Linked DNA regions of Mus musculus: region 2 is linked to region 1. A link is a contact called in public HiChIP or PLAC-seq data. All regions are on one chromosome and are shown on one strand. Each heading gives the region's core, a stretch centred on a gene start, on an enhancer-like site or on the middle of the called end of the contact. The rest is flanking DNA. Distances are from core to core; before and after follow the strand shown. Region 1 overlaps Dgki (diacylglycerol kinase, iota). Region 2 overlaps Creb3l2 (cAMP responsive element binding protein 3-like 2).

Evidence for each region. HiChIP or PLAC-seq counts read pairs in DNA pulled down with a chosen protein or histone mark.
Region 2: a contact with region 1 is called in an H3K27ac HiChIP or PLAC-seq map of heart atrium, with 5 times the contacts expected there. The contact joins two enhancer-like sites. A contact is called at or near these places in 2 of 15 datasets of contacts at CTCF or cohesin (both in the NIH/3T3 cell line), 4 of 484 Hi-C or Micro-C datasets (embryonic fibroblasts, mammary gland and nephron progenitors), 10 of 115 datasets of contacts at active chromatin or transcription factors (cardiomyocytes, embryonic fibroblasts, embryonic stem cells and 5 more) and 3 of 9 other capture datasets (embryonic tail, liver and pancreatic islet).

Annotation. Positions count from the first base shown.
Region 1 is chr6:37,061,605-37,066,635 of GRCm38.p6, forward strand. Dgki (diacylglycerol kinase, iota) reads right to left here. Exons shown (of 34, transcript NM_001081206.2): 8 at 2,293-2,409. Among named protein-coding and RNA genes, the nearest start is that of Gm52857, 160 kb to the left of the region's middle. Within about 2 kb of position 2,762, at least 21 of the 459 cell types and tissues checked have an H3K27ac peak or open chromatin away from gene starts, as enhancers often do. A contact at or near this core is called in heart atrium, where this site is marked.
Region 2 is chr6:37,327,263-37,332,293 of GRCm38.p6, forward strand. It overlaps Creb3l2 (cAMP responsive element binding protein 3-like 2), which reads right to left. Exons shown (of 12, transcript NM_178661.4): 12 at 3,759-5,031. Among named protein-coding and RNA genes, the nearest start is that of Dgki, 30 kb to the left of the region's middle. Within about 2 kb of position 2,854, at least 50 of the 459 cell types and tissues checked have an H3K27ac peak or open chromatin away from gene starts, as enhancers often do. A contact at or near this core is called in heart atrium, where this site is marked.

The DNA.
Region 1 (5,031 bases), core at 1,512-4,011:
AGAGCTCCATGTAACATCAAATCACACATGCTAATAGTTCTTCAGAGTTCACAAAGAAATGGTTTAAGCAATTCTGTGGGATTGTGTTAGTCAGTGAATAGAATCTGTCATTCTGTCTCACAGGTCTCCAGCAATAAAAGATCATCCAGTCAAAACAAGACAATTAAGAAAGAAAACCTCATCCAGGAGTAGAAAGGGTAGGCACCTCACTGTCTGTAAACAGGACATCGGAAATAGTGTAGATACCTATCAGTAGGGTAAAGACCAACTGTGAAGTATCTACTGAGTGGAAATCATGAAAGTGACCTAATTTAGAATTACATTAAGTAATTAATGTAACTAAGTGCTAGAGATTTTTACCCAAGAGTCTCATTTTAAACAAACTAAGCAAGTTCTGAAGAAGTATGTGCAGCACAGCACCACTTATTAACAACCCTGAAGCCTGTACGTGCGACAGTTCCGTATCTGTCCAAATGGTGCATCTCTCTGCATGAAAACCAGTAGCAAAAATATGGATGTATAACGGAAATGCCAGGAAAAGTGTCTAAAATTTGAAGTTAATGAAAGGAGACATGTTTATCTGAAGTTCCCTTTGTACAAGTATAATACATGTACATTACTCATTATACACTAAACTTCAAACTAAAAGACTAAATACAATCCTACCTTTGAAGAGACTACAGTGTCCCAACTCAGTCCTTTGAGTGTATGTTCCCTAGGGGAGACACTGATGTATCTAAAACATTATTTGTAGATTCTGGGAGAGGAAGGCAGACTTGCGTGAGGGGCTGGTCACTGCTCAGGCCTGATAATAGACAGATTCTTGATACATGCGATTTTATTCTGAAACAGTGGGCTTCTTCACAGGAAAGAAATGATAGAGTAAAACCAGTGTTTTCAAAGAAAAGCCCAGCCAAAGTGTGTAGGATAACAATCAAAGAAGATTACCCTGCCAAGGAGGGAGAGTGCTCTTAGCACAGTTCCATTACTAAAGATGGAAAGAAAAATCTCGTGTGGCCACTGCTGCTGAATTCCATAGCCATAAATTCAGGGGTTGCTCATAGCGCCCGAGTCTGTGATCAGACCATGATTGAGAGAATTATAAATTGTGGAATGCAGAGTCAGAAAAATGTCAGAAAATCCTATAGAGACATCGAGAAGAAGCTTAACGAAGAGAGGTGTGGTATGGCAGAGTAGAATGGCTGTCCAAATGGGAATCCTACTGTCTGTCTGTCATCTATCTGTCTATCCACCTCATATCTCTTTACATATGTGTGTGTGTACTTACATAGTCATATGCACATACCTATTTCATATTCTAATGTTCTTCTATCACATTACTCCAAAATATGAGGTCAAGAAGATATTCTTAATTGAGCAAGCATTTAATTAGCCATGATCCAGTGTAATGTCTAAGGATGACTAACATGAGATCTAGGTCCACAACGAGTATACTTCCCCAGAAAACGCCAACATTATATAAAATGTTGTTGTGGACTCTGGAATAGAAATTCAGTCATGTATATGCCCGTAATAAAGAATAGCCTCCTGTTATCCTACATGTTTACTCTGACACGTTTCATTCAGCACAAACCTAGCATGCTCTAACTTGGCTCGCCGGCCCAAGAATATAAGAGTACACAGCGTGCTATTTTGTCTTGCTTCCTACTCTTTCTACAGCTCTAAACCTCCACCCACCTTTTAAACAGAAAGATAATCCCTACATCCTCAGGAAGTTCCCCCAGACTAACAAAAGGAGATTGGCTTAAACAGGAAAGCCAGTAACCACCCAGAATGAGATTAGGGACTAAGATAGCAGATTCAATTTGTATTAAGAAAAAGACTGTGGCTCTCCAAGCAGGCTTGGATGTAATGGAGGTTATGACTCACAGCCTGCCCTTTATACTGGCAGACATCTTCACTAAACTGTGATGCTTGCAATCCTTGCTCTCTGTCGACTCCTCTCAGGCTTCGGAGAGAGCGTGTAAGCATCCAATATACGCTCACTGGTACTCACTAAGACGCCGGACGGCTGCCTTTATAGGGGATCATTGCACATGGATGAGGAGGACAGTGGGCTTTCATGAGAATGGGACTCTGGCTCCATGAGAGAGTCTAGTGAAGCCAGGTGATGGGCCCATGAGATGAGCCTGATAAGCTAAGCACCAGACCATGGGGATGGATGTGTAAAGGTCATAGGACGCCAAAGACTACTGAGGGAGAAGAGCAAATCTATCAGAGCCATTCAGTTCTCTCTGCACTGGGCCAGCAGCACCAGGATCCTGCAGTTACCTGAGGTTTCTTCACCTTAATGATCCAGGTGGGCGGGACAATAACAGCGGCGTGAGCCCCCAGGGAGCAGGGTTCCTCAATATGATGCAGCATGAAGCAGGTCACTTTATTGTGAAACTGAAGAGAGAAACAGGCTCATAAGCAATTCTGAATAAGAAGTAATTCACAGCAAGAAGGGATAAGTGTATACACACGTGCATGTGCACACACAAGCACGCACGCACGCACGCACACACACACAAAATCATACAGACGCACATCAAGAACACATACATCTCATCAGCATTTAACCAGCCCAGGAACATAGAGGGCAGAGTAATTCATTCCAGTGTAAACAAACCGGGTTAACAGGAGCCTAGAAGCCCACTACGGCATTCTAACTGTCTAACAGACGATTTACATAAAGAGGCTGAGCACTGGCGAGCTCTACTAATCTAACTACACACAACTGTGTCTGTTAGATAATGTAGAAAAGAAAATGAAGACAGATGGGAAGGCCATGCCCATCTCTTGCCTGTTTGTTTCTACCGCCGTTGTAAATCCTCCCAGTAATCTTTCCAGTTTAGGGAGCCAGGAAGGAAGCAAAACGTCTCTTCTGGAAAGCTGTTAATCTCAGTGGTAACAAAGCACAAAGAGTTGCTTCTACCAGGCTTATCTAAAACCCTTAAAAACACAGTGGTCCTGTGACACTCCACAGGCCCAAGGAGGAGCGTGTTCATTACAGGAAGGAAGGAAATATAAGCTAATAAGTCACCGCAGTACCCTAGGGTGAGGGCTTAACTCACGGTTCTGCTGGGAGGCTGGCATGTGACCTCAGTCTGGTCACATCTGCAGTCACCTCTTTTGACTCTGGGGTGACAGTCCTGTGGGGACATTTCATTTCTAATGGACATAAAATCAGCTTGTGCAATAATTAAAGAACTTAAGTTCTAATCATGGTGACTTTTTAATTTAAATTAGTTTTCAACTTGAATTACACTGATTGTAACCAATGCACAATTCATCATTTCTACTGGAGCTATTTAAGAGTGAGCAGGAACCACGAGTAATGGCAGTGTTGGGAGACAGACATCAATTAGGACTGTCTGGGGAAAATGGGCACACATAGCCAGTCTAATCTGATTCTGTGACATCACAAGGATTTTGTTTTCATTTCTGCATATTGTGAAGCTCTCCTATAATTCAGTAGTTAATTTATATCAATTAAGAAAAAATGCTGATGTAATAATTAATAATTCAACATACCACCCATTATTTGGAATTTGCAAACAAATTAAACCGGAGGAATGCCACACCACAAAAATATCATTTGAGTACCTTCTTTCAAAATTGATTACTTTTTAAAGCAATTAAAATTAAATCTCAATGCATACCCATTGCATTTCTACAGTGACAAGGGCTTCAAACATTGCCTAAGCAACTCTTTCAACTTATACTTGAGTGATCTACAAACTAGAGACTAAGAGGTACTCTCAGGACTATATTTTTTAAATGTTGGAGTCAAGACATATACACAGAGAACCCAGCTCCTTAACCCCAAGATCTTCCTCCTGCAACTTAGAGGGTCAGTTATTTGTTTCTTTCTGTATTTGACATCAAATTTCCTAGAAGGAATTACTTGCACTACTAAAATATATCAATACCATAATTTGTGCACACATATTTTGCATATTTGACCTTGCAAAATCAATTTCCACACTTTCTGGCATATTAAAATTATGTGAAAATGGCCAAAATTATACCCATAATGGTCAAGAGAAAAGTCACTGTCTGTAGTGACTCAGATGGCAGATAATGAAGAGGACACAGGTGTTCACCTTACAGTGCTCCAAATTATCAGACCCTGAACAAGACACGTCATCCCAAGGTCACAGGAGCCTATCCGAACAGATGAGATGCTGTCCCAGCAGCAGCCTCTCACCAGTTCAGTAGACCCAGCAGCATGAGCAGCACAGAGACTGGTTGACACCTAATCCCAGAAGGAGACGCTGTCCCTAGGACGTGGAGTTTCACTAGAAGCACAGAGGTTACATGTGTGACAACTGGGAAGAAATGGAAATAACAAGAAAAGCAAAATGTGGTGAGATGGTGGCAGGGAACTGTCCAGACCAGTGAGGCTGTTCCTATAACCGGAGGCTCTTGACAAATGAAGGCCCTAGGGAAACTGTTAGGTTGAATCTTATACTGCGAAGACTCTGACCCACTAAAAACATCAACTACGATTCATTCAAACTACACTTGTTCCAGCCCTGTGGCTAGTTTGAGGAGTTGTATCTGCTTTGTGGAGACCTGTAAACCCTTAACCTAGCTAACACAACACAATCTTTCTTCTCAGGTTTCCTTCACCACAAAGGTGCTATGCTTCTATCGACACAGACACTCCAAAAGGCAGATGGGAGGCTGATAGGCCAGTGTGAGCAGATCATCCTGGCATTCGGGTGGCTGAAGCAGGAGGGTCACAAAAGGATAGCATAATTCTATATCATTAAGATTCTATTTTAAAACAAAGACTAGAGGAGGGGTTCACAAACTGTTTCTGTAAAGGCCTGGGTGTGTTGCCAATGCTGAAGTCATCTCTGAGGTATTAACAGTTTCAGAGAATTCATAAATGATAGGGTATGGCTATGTTGAGGTTATTATGTATAGAACTAGGCACCAGCCCCGCTTGGCCCTGGTTGCTATAGTTTGCCAACTGGGTTGGAGTGAAATGAAAAGCAGGCATGGAGGCGAGAAACTAAT
Region 2 (5,031 bases), core at 1,604-4,103, 270 kb after region 1:
AGAAAAATATTTATTTGCAAGAAATGGAAATACAAATGCATTATAATTTCATTTTTCCCCAAACTAAGTACAAGTATACTACAAAGCTTTATTTTATTTTCTATTTTTTTTTTTTTTTGGTATTTAATTAGCTATGATGAAGAATAAGAAGCCATAAGACAGTGCAACAGATCAGTTCACAGACTTGCACTGCACTTGGATTTAAACAATGCTGACTTATCTAGAATCTTTCCAAAGAGAGCAAAATCAGTTGCCATCCTAGGCAAGGAGAGTTCACTGATGCCTGTGGCCCCTCCTGGGCTCTGCTCTGCACTGTGTAGGGAGGGTCACCCACAGGGTGCACTGAGTGTGGGTGTTCCCACAGACTCAGCATGGGCTTCATCTGTGCAGCCACGAGTGCACACCCCGCTGTTGAGCAAAAGACAGAAACAGAAGTGCAGCCTGACCCTGGGTTCCCTTCACCCAGACACAAGGCCTGTGAGCCATGCTCGAAAAAGACAGGATGAGACGGGCATTTCAGAGAGAGCCAAAGAGCTGAGTGCTGCACAGTCAGGCCGCTGCAGTGGGTAGCTCTGTTTCTGCCTAGAGAGGCAAAGACAATCTGTGAGTTCTCAGATAGGACTCCAGAAACTACCATACCTTCCGTGGCCTTTACTTCTCCTAACAATGAGTCACCCTTGCTTTGCATTTCAATCAGGTTCAAAGACTCAAAGCTTACTTACACAATACTCAACATCTTAGAAAAATCGGGAAGATTCCCTTCCTTTTAGAAACCAAGAGAAAATGCGGTCGTCCTGGATTTCAGGCTGTAACAAACAGCAGTTACTGTTTTTCTCCTCGTGCAGAAAGCTGACCTCTTGGCCCAGAGGCACGGAATATTAATTTTCAAATGGGCTAGTGCCTTTGCATCCAGAAAATGCCCCGTGGTAAGGATTTAGAATACCTTTAATCCTGCCTGGCCACATTTTTATGTGATTGCACCTCTATCTATAAAATGGGATTTTCCTAATGGATATAACCCCATTTCTTTTCCCCTGATGGGCAAATCTAATAGTGGCTCACTTTGAGGGAACCATCCCCAAGCCTACGGAGAAAGCCCCCACCCCCAACTTCAACCTAATACTAGCTAGTAATATATGACACCTTCCAGGGACAGGGGATCTCTGCCATCCTGGATTCAGATACAAGGCACATCAGAGGCATGAATAAGTACTTAGGAGAGAGAGAGAGAGAGAGAGAGAGAGAGAGAGAGAGAGAGAGAGTGGAAGGAAAGAGACCTAGCACTAGTACTTGAGTCCTCTGAATGACTACTAAGACTTGTTTTCCAAGTCCTTTTTTATTCTCCAAGATTTCCTCGGCCTTAGGAAACCTGTTCTTCCTTTGTAAAACCGAAAATGTCTAAGGAATGAATGAATGAATGAACCAGAATCTGTGTCTGGCTCCTTCCAGTGGCCTCCTTACTGCTCTCTCCACTCTCTCCTGTGACTGCCTTTGTGGGGTGGAAGCAGAATTTATCCTGGCGGCTCTGCTCTCTGCCTCTGCAGCAAGTGCTCTAATGAAGTGGTTCTCGCTAAGACCCCCGCCGTTAATGGCTCCACAGGTCCTGCCAGGCTGCAAGTGGGAGTGCTAAGCTCTAGTCCAGGTTTCTCAAACACTTGGCTCAGCGGAAACAAATTAGCAACTAAAAGCTTTTTCTCCCATTTCCACCCCTCGTGTTGGCAAGAATCAGGCAGATGTCCACTCCTCAGGTGGGGACAAGATGTCTCCATTTCTCCATGGGGGCTTGCGCACACACTTCACAAGGCTCAGAGGCACTTCTAATTCTGTTCTGCTTTTTCTGGGTCTGAGCACATGGGACGTGAGGGGACACGAAGTGCTGCAAAGAATTTTAACAAGACCTGTAGTGAAAAATGATGGACACAGATTCTGTACCAGCCGGAAGAAGAAAGCAGTCCGATATCCCTGTTGTATGTGGATAACAGTTGCAGGGGCTCTGGGGGCACCCAAGAGGAGCTGGTGCTTAAGACGGGGTGTCTATTAACCTGGTGTGTATAGTTTGTAAACAATGTGGCCCCAAATCTGTCTTCCCAAGGCATGGAATCATTTCTATGAACCGAATGGTTATCTAATTTTGCCTGCACTCATGTTAGATCCCACCCCCACCTCCTGCCAGGAAAGAGCAACTGAGTTCAGCTGTCAAGATTTTTATAGAACACTCTCTTTGCATGAGCTACACTGCAAAGTCCTGACACTTCAGAGGCTCTTCCTCAATGCTGGCGATGGTGATGGCAATGACACCTCCATTTACAGGACCCAAGTTGGGAGCTGTAAAGGGGGTGGGGGGAAGGGGCAACTGGGTTCCTCAGGTCTCATCTAGGGAAAAGAGGCCTTGTTCTCTACATCTTTGCAAGACATCTCCATCACTAAAGTGATTTTAAAAAGAGTAGTGGGGGTGCTGACCTGTTTACAAGGTAGAAAATATAACCAGCGGAATTTGTTCTGGCTTCTCTCTCTAAGTCTAGCAGTCTTTTTTCAAAACTTTTCAAAATTTCAGTCCAAGGTGTTGGGTCAACCACTATTTAAAACCTTCAGACATAACCATAAGGTATTGACTGGTTTGCAGGACAGCTCAGTCAGTGGGAAAAACCAATATCCTAGCCTTAAACTCTGAACAAAAAGTGCACACATCCACTAATTGCTCGCAATCCATCTTGTCTCATGCATCTCTGCTGGGTCCCTTGACTCTACTGAGCATCCCAGACGGCAAGCCAGCAGCAGTAAAGGGCAGAGGGTTTTCTCATAGAGTGGCAGTGTTGGTTGCCGAGAGCTCCTTTAAAGGGCTGTTTGAGTTCTCTGGCTTATGTCCCATGTCTCTTGTTACAGATTCTATTCTGGATGGCTAATTTCTCAGAGACAAAGGGCCCTGCTGTCTGGAGACAGTGACACCCAAAAGAGTAGGTAGAGAGGAAAATAAAGTCCTCTGAGAACTAAGGATGTGACTGGACACTTCCTTCTTCCTCCTCCTGCATGAATGGGGTCTCGACCTCAGCTCTCCAGGGACATCAAGAGACCAAGGTTCAGCTCAGCCAATGCACACATCAGTCTAAATCCCCATTTCAGCTCTCTATGGCAAACCCTTCCTCTCTCATCATGCAAACATTGCCTCACCCTAGGATTTTTCCTGCTTAGGCTCTTTTAGGCATTTCCTAAGTTTATGATGTATAAATATCTGGCACTGTAAAGAGCAGAATGGGCCAGGCCAAGGAAGATCAAGGGAAGAGAGAAGAGAGAAGAGAGAGAGAAGAGAGAGAAAAGGTCACTAGCCACCCTTTTTGTATAGCCCTGGCTATACACCACCCTGTAAGGGAGGGTGGCAGCCCCTTAAACAGGAGGGCTGCCAAGATCACAGTGGCCCTGAGCTTGGCCATCTGCCAGCTGGGAATCCACCACGGTAGGGAGGGAGGAGTGGGGGAAAGGAACATTCCCTAGGATGCCCTGAGCAGACCAAGTAAGGAGCTACTCATGGGGCATGACAGCAAACACTAATGACACCAAATCCTATGTGTGACATAGAAGGCAGGGCCATAATCCCCTTTATACAGGCTCTAATGATCTCAAAGATGATGAAGACAGAGAGGAGAGAGGGAGAGAGAGAGAGAGAGAGAGAGAGAGGAGAGAGAGAGTAAAACTACAGGCCTTTTAGCTGCTGCTAAAAATAAAATACAAAGTGTAAGCACATTTCTTACATAAAATCTTTTACAAGCTGGGGGTGGGGGTGGGGAAACACTTTAAACGAATCTTCTATCTTATACAATAAACGAGCAATTTCCATTTCTTATTTGTATGAAAGAGGAAAGGATTTTTTAAACTACAATTTTTACTTTTTAATCATAAAAAAAAAAAACAACAACAACAACAACAAAAAAAGAGTTTAGGGTTTAGTTATGTCTCTTTGGATGAGCTGCAAAGTATCCAAACCTGACTGTAAAAGGTACCACTGTGGGTGTACAAAAATGACCAACTCCAGCCCCAATTAGTTAAGGCAGGTGGATGGAGGGCAGAAGGGAAGGAGGAAGGTGAGGGAGTGGGGTAAGCAGGTAGGCAGGACAAGCTAGCAAGGGTGTCAGCAACGCTCATTATCCTGGACAGGGCTTTCCTTCTGTGTGGCAGGACCAGAGAGAGGAAGCCATGGAGCCTAGAGCCTGAGTCAGAAGACAGTATCCACCATTCCCATGTATTCATCCATCAGGGGACACATGCCTAAGTGGATTCCGCAACAGCGATGATGTTATAGGTCCCCAATTTTAAAGAAGAAAAGGGGGGAAACAAGGCATCAAGTACAAAGACTAGGGTCCTAGATTCCGGGGACTCTCCTGTTCCAAAGGCCAACAGAAGACTTTGCTGGTTGAAAGGGGAAATCTTTTCACTATGGCCAGCTGGGAGCTTGAGCAAGCTAATAAATACTATTTACAAATGGGGAGGGGAGGCCAGGGAGACAGAGCTATTGTCCTGTGGAGATGCAGGCTGTGTATGAGTGGGTGTGGGGGTGTCCTACAAACAACACAGTGGGCAGGAGAGCCTGGGAGAGAAGAGCCTGATGCCTTCAGGAATTGCACTTGCGGCCTGAAAATATGGTGGGAGCCCCATCTGCCTCTGCAGACATCCAATCAGGACTCCGGGGTACAGGGTGGAGAGAAGACTGCAATGACGCTTTGGTCCTCTCAGTGCAGGGTCACACTGGAGTCCTAGTGAGGAAGGGAGCTCAGGAGTCAGTGCTTTGCCACTCCCTGGCATGTCTGTGGCATGTGTGTGGCTAGAGTCTGGGGTCTCAACTGAACATGAGTCATGTCTTCTTCAGAGGAGTCACTCCTCCCGGGGAAGAATCAGGCAGTGTCTTCTTGGCACTATTGGTGGAAACAAGCCTGCTCGTTCCACCCCTATCTCAGCCCTAAAATAATTTCCAATGGCAGTAAGAGAAAGGGATGGAGAGGTGCTAGCTCCCTTTTGTGGAGAGCCACGGGGACACATAAG